2 separate regions of the Gossypium arboreum genome follow, and region 2 is linked to region 1. The links are chromatin contacts, called in public Hi-C maps. All regions are on one chromosome and are shown on one strand. Each heading gives the region's core, a stretch centred on a gene start, on an enhancer-like site or on the middle of the called end of the contact. The rest is flanking DNA. Distances are from core to core; before and after follow the strand shown.

The links. Hi-C and Micro-C count contacts between places; a contact is called where the count stands out from the background.
Region 2: a Hi-C map of leaf shows a contact between it and region 1, with 2.1 times the contacts expected there. The contact joins the promoter of LOC108477025 here to the promoter of LOC108479962 in region 1. A contact is called at or near these places in 2 of 5 Hi-C or Micro-C datasets (both in leaf).

The regions. Positions count from the first base shown.
Region 1 is chr12:11,392,517-11,397,764 of ASM2569848v2, forward strand. LOC108479962 (mannose-6-phosphate isomerase 2) reads left to right here and starts at 3,030. Exons shown (of 5, transcript XM_017782838.2): 1 at 3,030-3,762; 2 at 4,338-4,505; 3 at 5,238-5,248. The coding sequence starts at 3,451.
Region 2 is chr12:11,579,908-11,585,155 of ASM2569848v2, forward strand. LOC108477025 reads left to right here and starts at 2,380. Exons shown (of 11, transcript XM_017779436.2): 1 at 2,380-2,570; 2 at 3,169-3,361; 3 at 3,475-3,560; 4 at 4,404-4,488; 5 at 4,740-4,818; 6 at 4,983-5,113. The coding sequence starts at 2,521.

The DNA of each region.
Region 1 (5,248 bases), core at 1,780-4,279:
TATGAAACTGGTATAACAGAATCATTTCTATTATGAGTTAAAAATTATTTTTATACATAAGAATAAATTATAAGTTTCTTAAAGAAAAGAAAAACAGTTGAAGATCCTCTTATTTATCTGATTAAATTAATAGATGGGAAGTAAGCCTTAATTAAAGTTTGACTTCAAAATAAAGAAAATCAAAGTGAATTATTTGATATTGTCAACTTCAGTTTTGAAATGGAAGAAGCATTTCAATTTTTTATTCAATCTTTGATTTCTTTAAAATGTAAAAAACAAATTCCGTGTTTACTAGTTTTGTTTGCTTTTACTTTTTAACTTCCCGAGGATGATTTGAGTTATTAATTGGCTTCTGCCGTAACAAATAATGTCATAACGGAAGAGATCAGTTAGCCTGCAACAACAAAGGTTAAATTTTAGTTTATATATTTTTATTTTAGAATTTTAATTTTAATTTCTGGTATTAATGTTTTTAAAATTTTTGATGTGATATCTTAAAATTAATAAAAATTAATTTAAAAATTATATAACCGAAAATGACATTATAATAAATTTAAATACCAAAAAATAAATGTAGTAGGTTAACAATTTTAAATTAAAAAAACTAAATTCTTATATAAAACTAAAAATACTTATTTTTTAATAAATATAGCATTAAGTGTTAAATAAACTTATTTATGGGTTAGCCACTGATCCTAAATAAAAAATTAAGCTTGAATTTCGCTCAATTGGTTGGCCATTTTATTGTTCTTATCAATAATATATTAAAAATAATATTTATATATTTATAATTAAATTCAGATTAATTTATTATTTAAATAAAATTTGAACTAAATTAAAATTAAAAAAATTTGCTCAAGCTCGATCTTGGCCTCGCAGGCCAGCTAATGCACAAGTTTCATATAAAAGATTTATATTTATATGTATAAATCTATATCCAAATAGTGTTATTATAGTATCTAATTAACTACTAAATTAAACCAAATGAAACTTGAGGTGAAATGATAAAGTTGAAGGTCGAAAAATCATGATAGTTGAAGGTCAAATTCCATTATGAATGGATTTTATTGATTAAATATTAAAAATTAACTTTTTTTTATTTATCAACTAAATTGATATACAATTGATTCATAATATTGGTTAAAATAGATATGAAAAATAATAAAATAAACCCTTTAAACTATTATTTAAAATATCATAAAATTATCCCTTTTATAACAATTTTTTTTAAAATACTCAGTTTTTTCACTTAAAAGTGCTAGTAATTTTTTCCAAAAATCAAAATATTTATTGTAAACGTATAGTGGTGTATCCAATTCTAATTAAATTTAAATTTATGTTATTTCATTAATTGAATTAATATCTCTTAATTATTATTATTATTAATTAAATTGATATCATATTATTAAGGGAGGTTGACTCTTTCAAGAGAAGTCTTTGAAAATTATCTACTTATAATATGGGAAAGCAATAAATAATGTATTTTATTGACCAATTAAGATATTTACAAAGCTTCTTTAATGTCTCTATTTATAGAGATAAGAAGTATAAATGAAGTAGAGATCTACTCCAAATGACTATTAGAATTTTAAGTACTTCAAAATTTATCTTAATTTTGATGGACACCCACTTAATAAGATTTTCATAATGATTTAATATTTTTAAAGAGTTTTTAACATAAGAGAAATATATTTATTTAAAAACACAAGATACATTAAAATTTAATTAAATCCCAAATTACTTCATTTCATTAATATCTCTTAATTAATATCATTAATTAAATTGAATTTTAAGTAACATCAAATTTAGTTAAGTTAATTTAGAGCACTACAAATAACATTTTTACCTTTATTTTATAAAATTTAATATAATTAGTGTCACTTACACTAATGACATCAAAACAGTTACTTTGTTATAAATAAATCTAAAAAAACTAGATAAATAATGTCTTTTTGACTGAATTTTGTATGGCAAATAAAGTGACTCCATTAAAAAAAAAAAACTAAAATTTAGCACACTTATTAGTGTCACGGATTTAAAATTTTTTTTTTCCACGCGATTCATGTAACCTTAGTCAATTCCTTCACTAAAAAACACCTAAGTTAACTTAATTCGCAATAATTGAGAATTTAACAGAATTTTTCTAAGGCATCCACGAAAAACAATTGAAGAATAAAATAAGAACGAACTCTAAAGATGAACAAAAGTCACAGAAAAATGAGAACACTTGAGGGAAAAGTTTGAGTGAATACTTCCAAAATTTGAGTGAACACTTGAGAGACCTCTATTTATAGCCGAGTCTCCCCAAAATTAACGGTATAGATCAAAGTACATCAATGGCAAAGATTAAAAGCTATTTAGATATCAAATCTCTAAGATTACAAAATCGTATATTCTAAAGATTACATTTAATGTCTAGGATCACATATCTTTAAAGATCACCTTCCATATTTGCTAAGCTTTGGAGATGGACTTTCAATCTTTCCAAGCAACGAACCAGTTCAGTTGGGCCAAATGACCTCTTTCGAATATGATGGATCGTACAAATTCGTCATGGTAGTCATGATTACGGACTCCTATGCACAACCCATGACACTAGTGGATGAAACAAAATTTAAAATCATAAGAGAAGTAATAGCTAATATTTTTAACAATTAAAATTAATTACAAATATTTAAATTTCATAGTGAATACCATTTTCACCCTTTTCATATAAATTGTAGTATAATTTAATTTTACATCATTCATCTAGTATATATATATGAAAAAATCCAATTACTAAAAATTCTATCATATATTTAGAGCAAAGATTTGCGTTTTAATTATACTTACTGAAATTTTAAATAAAATTAAAAATTATCTTAGTTCAAACAATAAATAAAATTTTTAATCGAGTTGGGAGATGCAACTTATGAATGATATAGTAGTAAGTAGAATTTAGAAAGACTTAATAAATAGCATAAATAATAAATATATTATTTTTAATTTTAATTTTGTGTGGTAGAATATGAATTTTCGAGAATCTCAAATATACTGACTTCTATTTTTGTAATGTGAGCATATAATTGCTATTTTGCCAAACAAAATTTTCTAGAGATTTTAATATGAAAAAGAAAAAGAAAAAAGAAAAAAAAGAGAAAAGGGGCATGGAAATTTCGTGCAGAAGTGGGAAGATAAGATCGTAAGAAACTGCAAAAGGGAAGCAAAGCAGAGTCATAGTTGAAGAGACCCCACAAATACAAATCGTGGTTCTTCCAAGCTTTCTCTATCTGAAATCTTCATTTTCAATTTTTCTTTCACTCTCTTTTCCCAACTTGTTTCCCTCTCTCTTCATACCTTTTCAAACTCTTCAAATACCAGCAAACGATGCCCATTCCCTTCTGCATTATCCTTCTCTTCTAGCCTTCTTTTCCTTCCTTTTTCTTTCCTTGGGGGTGGGGTATTTCAACAATGGCGAAGGCTGCTAATGTTGACAAGGTGAAGCGGTTAAGAGGTTGGGTGCAAAACTACGATTGGGGAAGATGTGGTGCGGAGGCACAGGTGGCAAGGCTATTGGCTTTGAATTCCGGGGCCGAGGTTAAGCCCGATAGGCCTTATGCTGAGTTTTGGATGGGAACACATGACTCGGGGCCAAGTTTTTTGGCTGATGGCTATGGAGAAGATCAAAATGTGGGTTTAAAAGAGTGGATTCGGAAGAATCCGAATGTGCTTGGTCATAAGGTTTTGGAAAAATGGGGGCCCGATCTTCCTTTTCTCTTCAAGGTTTGTTCTTTTCTTTTACACGATTTATCTGATTCCTTTCTGGTTTTCGTTTTCCTCCCCTTTTGATTATTGGGAAATTGAATTTTGATTTCTGTTTTTGTGGTTTTTTTTTTCTATTTTTAATTGGGTTAGTGGGTTTTCTTTTTAAAGGGTTTTTCTTTTGCATTTGAATAGGAATTACTGCAACTTTTGCTTCAATATTAATGGAAGTTGAATTCTCACCATTCATCTTAAATTTCCATTTTTTACAATTATATATTTTTTATTAAGTTTGAATATGACTGAAATTTGCTTTGATGTGGTGTCCATTGTTTTTTTTTTTCCCTTTCTCGGGGGTATTTACAAGTGTAAAGATTTTTTTTTTTTTGGCTGTTTTGATCTCAATTTTAATTTAGATCAAAGCTATCAATATAGCAATTGAGAAATTGGAGTGGATCTTGAATAGTTAATGGCAAAGAATTAAGCTTGAGAGTTTAAAGTGGAAATCAACTTAACTTTTAACTACAATATGAACTTTTCTTTTTTCTTCTGTGAATCGTCTAATTTGATTCTGTGGTTCATTTGCTGTAAAATAGGTACTTTCAGTGGCAAAAGCCCTTTCAATACAGGCTCATCCGGATAAAGAATTGGCCAAAGAATTGCTTAAGTTGAAGCCAAATCTCTATAAGGATGGGAATCACAAACCTGAGATGGCTTTGGCAATTACAGAGTTCAGGGCCCTTTGTGGATTCATTACTCTCGAGGTAATACATGAATCATGCTTGGTTTTTGGTGGAACTTTCCTTTTGCTGGTTGTTCTTTTTGAGTGAATAAATCTTGCATTTATGTTTGATAAAATTCTGGTAATCACGTTTTGCACTTAAATTTGTAATTATGCTGTCAAGATGTGGTTGTGCTGAATAAAGATTCGGGAAATGATATGCATGACAAAACTTTGAGGCTGAATCACATCTGAGTTAGAGGCAGAAGATAATCTATCTTGACTTTCCTAGAATTCACTGCCACTGTTTCTGGTCAGTCTTGTTTTGGTCTAAATAGTAGGGTAAAATTTAATATCACTGTGCCAGAACCTTTTTCATGTCTGTTGATATTAGAGGGGTTATTGATATTTTAAAACTTTTTTTGGTATATATTGTAATGCTCCAGGGCAGGTAAGATCGCATTCTGAGAAGTTTAATACCTAGTCTAGCATTTTCATGGAGCTTCTGCATGTTGGGAATATAATTCTTTAATGTCAAAGAAGATGAATGTTCAAGTGTTAAGCCCTTTTTTTTTCTACTGCTTGTTTTTGATATTCCCAAATCATGTCTGCAATATCTTAAGGACTGCAGGGTTGTCTTTATGTGGTTTTTCCTAAACATGCATGTTTTTTTGGTTTTAGGTAAAGGACGCTTCTTGTTTGTGTACTTAACATTTTCTGGTGATACTGGCTACATTAGTCGTATATTTGAAGCAAGCATCTATCTTCTTTGCAGGAGCTGAAGGG
Region 2 (5,248 bases), core at 1,130-3,629, 190 kb after region 1:
AATTAAAAAATATATCATTTATATATTTATATAATTAAATTTAAATAAATTAATTCTTAAGTATTTTTTGACCAGTGAAATAAGGCACTTGGACAAGTTAGGCTCAAGCTTAAGTTTGAAAATTTTTTTAAATTTGGGTCTTAACTTGGCCCAACCTATAAACACCTTTAAATAGAAAGAATTTTAACACTCATAGATGTTAAGGTACAGATTCATTAGTGAATTTATATCTTATGGACCTTGAAACCTATGGATACCAAGGTAACCTTAAAAAATACATATTTTGAACATTTTTAAGAAATAATCTTTAAATTTACAATTTTATATGTGAAAAAAGTCCTTAAGAAAATACAAAAAAAATTAAGCCCTTGTACTAAATTTACACCTAATTAAGCCTATGCCATTAATTAAAATAATCAAATTTAGCCCTTCATTAACAATTTTCATTATTGACCACATTAACTATTAAAATAAATTAACAGACTAATTAGATTTTGACACCTAGCGACTTTTGGTTTAATCTAATATTTTTTCTATAAAAATATTAAAAATTAGAAAAAATATAAAAATCATAACAATAAAAATATTTAAAAAATCATAAATTTTAAAAAATAGAAAAAATATAAAAATTATAAAAATTATTAAATATTAAAAATATGAAAATTGATATAAATTTAAAAATTATAAAAAATATACAAATTATTAAAAATTTAATAATTTATAAAACAAAATAATAAAATTAATAAAACATATTTAAAATTTTATAAAAGCGTATTAAAATTCTATAAAAATCATACACAATTATAAAAAATATTAAAATTAATATAAACTTATAAAATTATAAAAAATTATAAAAACTTGAATTGGACCAGATCGACCAATTGGACCTATTTAGCCGAAATTGACAATGGTGACGGTCAGGAAAAAACCATTAGACTGGTTGACTTGGGAAAATAACAATATTTTTTTAATACTTTTCATGTTTTATTTAATTGAACTGGATTGGTTAGTCAAAATGGCAAATTGGTGGCCTTATCGGTTCGACCATCGGTCCGATTTTAAAAACATTGATTAGAATTTTTTTTTACAAATTATTATTATTATTATTTTAAGAATTCTAATACATTTTTTAAAATAAGTTTATATCATAAAAACCATAAAATCTAATAAATATCGATTTTAGTAAGTTTATATCAATTTTAATAAAACTTATTTAAAATATAAACTTATAATAAGTTTATATCAATTTTATTTTTACAATTTATTAAAATTAATATAAATTTATAAAAAATATAAAATAATTCATAATTTTTTTGCATTTTAATAAGTTTATGTAAATTTTAATATTTTATTTTTATATTTTTAAATTTTTTAAATTTTAATAATTTTTAATCATTTTTATGAGAAAATATTATATTAAACTAGAAATTGTCATATGTCACCATCTAATTAGTTCATCAATTTATTTTAATAGTTAACGTGGTCAATAATCATTAATGAATGGGCTTAATTGATTATTTTAGTTTACGGCAATAGCTTAATTAAGTGTGAATTTAATATAGGGGCTTAATTGGTTTTTGCATTTTCGTTAGTCTTTTTTACATATAAGCCAATTAACAATATACTATTAATAAAACCACTGACTAAATTAGTGTTACGAGTTAACGGATACTAACTTAGTTAAAAATTATAAAATGTATTTTTATAATTAAAATAAGTCATATTATTTGAGAGCATTTTAGTCTTCTCATTTTAACAAAAACCAAGAAAAATATGAATACATTGAGATTTAAACAGCTCTAATTAAATTAGTAAAACCTTAAATATATATATATATATATATACATGTTTTTATTATGTACAATTTACTATCTCCACTAGTTGTACATCTATACTTACTATAAATAAAACTTCTGACTGAGTTGGTGTCGCGGGTTAACCGATTACCAACTCGATTAAAAAATTACAAAAATATCCTACCGTAATTAAAATAAGCCATATTATTCAATGGTATTTTAGTCTTTTCATTTTAACAAAATCAAGAAAAATATATATACAACAAAATTTGAACTAACATAAATTTAATTAATAAAATTTTAAATTTACCTCTCAACCAATTATTTCATTATTTATTATTTTTAAATACACATTATGTTACACATACTGTATTCTAGTTTTAAAAAATTCCTATTAATCCTGTTTGCAATTAAAAAAGAAACTCTTTTACTGAAGTATTGTGGAAACTTAAAAGATACGGTTTTAGATAGTCATAAAGAAAACCAATTAGAAATGGAACAATTAAAGCCCAATCCTTGATTGTAGCCCAGCCCAAAGCAGTCAATTTTCAGTTTGGACTCTCGTTTTTTCTATTTCATTCTCTCATTTATTTTTGCTTGTTATACACTAATTATCAGTAATTAATCTCTGTTTAAGCTTTGTCTAATCCAAATTAAACTACTCTCTCATAATAAGCTATAAATATCCTCCTTTTCAGATACAAACTATTTCATTTTTTTGAAGATGATGTCTCCAAGGCCAATCTCTGAGGTTCGCGGATCGTCTAATTTCAGGTATGTATTAAAACAAAATAAATCTCTCATTCTGTTTTTTTTTTTTCAATTTTCAATTTTATTTTTTAGAACCCTAGTTTTTCTGTTTGGTTTTCTAGAAGAAATGACATTTGTGGAGGAATTTGAAATTTGAATCTTACGTTTATTTGTGGAGTTTAGGTCAACTGCATTTCTTGCCTTCAAAGTGATATGCTATGAAGTTCCGATAAGTTTCTGTTCAAGTTTCCGATTTTCCAGCATTTTCTGGCCAACTCAACAGTGCCCTTACTTTGTTTTAGCGACTAGCGTGTTTAGCATTACTAAACTGAATAATGTCTACCAGTGTTGCGTACTTCTATGTAGTTTATGGGAAATTTTAGCTTAGTTTAGCTAAAGTATTGTTCTAAAAGTCGTAATCATTGAGCTATTAAACTTTTGATAATGATTTTTTGTTAAGAGATTAAAATAAATGTTCTCATATATTTATAAATACTAATAAAATACATTTGAAACACTGTTATATGACTATATGTTCATATACTTGTATATAAATTAATTGTATTATATTTTTGTTTGCTAGATCTTAGATGATTTTGCCATTAATTATTTTTACTTGTAGGCAAACTCCTCTGCAGATAATCCACATTGTTGGGAACTTCTTGAGAATATGGTCAGTTTATTCCATGTATCGGTACCTGACCCAGACTGGAGCTTCAGTGATACTTTTTATCTTCAGTTGTCTGGTTCCCTCATCTATCTTATTTTTACTCTTGCAAAAGCCTTGGAAGGGAAGATCACTCTCAAATACACAGGTCAAGTAGGGTTGCTTCTTTTCCTGAGGAAGATAATAACAATTGGAAGAAAGAGTGCTCACTTGTATCTTTTTCCTTAATTTTTCCTTTTTGAAGTCTCTCTTAATTTTCAGGTGGTTCCTTCTGTAATTAATGGTGCTATAACAGCTTTATATTTCATCTTGTGGGGAAAGGGGCTTAAATCTTGTGGACCACTTAGGTGCGTTTCTGGTGCCTTAAACATTGTTTCTTATTTCTGTTTATGGTTACATGTCTCAAACATGCATAGTTTGGTTAGATTGGGCATATAAGATGGTATTGTATATTTGAAACCTTGTCTGATTTATAAAAACAATGTAATTTGCTATATATTTATTTGTTGAGTTTATGAGAAACCCCTATGCTTTCAACCTCCTATTTATAGGAATCTTGAAAGTTTCTCTTTCCATTTTAATTATTTATATTTGTGCAAAATGCGTAGAAATGTCTTATTGTAGTGCCAAATCTGAAGGTGGAAATGGGGGAGAAAAATCTCTTGCCCTTGCTTGGACAGTTCCAGACATGATCCCTTTTTGATTGTTGTTAGAAAGGTGCAACTTTCACAAATTCTAAACTCCAAGCCTTTTGAAACATTTGTGTCAAAATTTGGCAAGGATGCACTTAATAAGTCGGATTAATTCATCTCCATGGATTACTTAATAGGCCTTATATGATGTTTTTTGGGCTAGATGTTTGATGCAATATCGCGCAATTTTGTTTTAATTTGAACTGTGTGAAAGTTTCTTTTATTGCTGTCTCTGCTACCACTTCCCTGCTACTAAAAGGAAAAAAAGTAAAAATGGAAGTTGTTAACAGCCCAAGAATATTGGATAGTTGTTGCATTAGCCTCTCTATACAATCCCGGGCGTCATAACCTGAACTTAAGATTCATGAGCCTAATGATCTTTCCACCTTTTATAGTGTGTTATGATTGACTCCTAGGTTCTCTTGACCTGATTTTATCCATATGAAGCTTTAAATGGTACCCATGGCTATATTAATTTGCATTTTATTTTTTCTCTAGTGCTATATTGGCGGAATATTCCGGTGCTGTTCTTGGAGTATTATCTGCAGTATTGTATGGTAGAAGAGGCCATCTCTGGAAAAAGGTAAACACATTGAACTACAACGTATAGCTAATTCGACTTTTTTTTTAATTCACGTAAAACAGATTTGTACCTCTGTTTTCTGGGGCTGCCTTACCTTCAGAAGTAGTTGGACGCACATTAGTTTTATTGCTGTATCTGTTTAGAATTGAAATCAGTGGTACCATTAGAAATTAGAATAAAATTTTATATGTGCTCAGCATCAACATTAATGGTTGAAATTTCTGATGATGTCTTTTCTTCTGGTTTCCCAGGTTGGTGGGCTTATTGCAATGTTGGCATCTTTTTATTTCTTATCTCAAGGCTGGGCCTTGGCAACACTTTCTCCATTCTATATCCTCTCATAGGCTTTCCTCAAATCTAGGATGTTACAATGCAATAGGCTAGCTGTTTTGTGTCACCTTATTTGATTTTTCTCTGTAATCTCTAAACAGATGATCTTTTTATTCTTGTTCTGATTATTCTAGTTTGATTTGATAAACTTAACTAAAAAATACCATTCAAAGACAGCCTCGATTCAGAGGTTCAGACTGAACAAGTATTGGGCATGAGTAAAATGATGGTTCCCATCTTGGCTGGAATCTTATCAGCTCTGAGAAGGGTGATTGCAAGGCGAGTTTCACTCAAGGTATTGATGTTAATGCATCTAAAGTTATCTTCTAGCCTTTTTGTCAACTGAAAACCATCAGCTACTAGCCCCCAACCCCCTCAATATTGCAAACTATTTTTTAAAAAGAAAAAAAAAAAAAACTGTTAGATAATT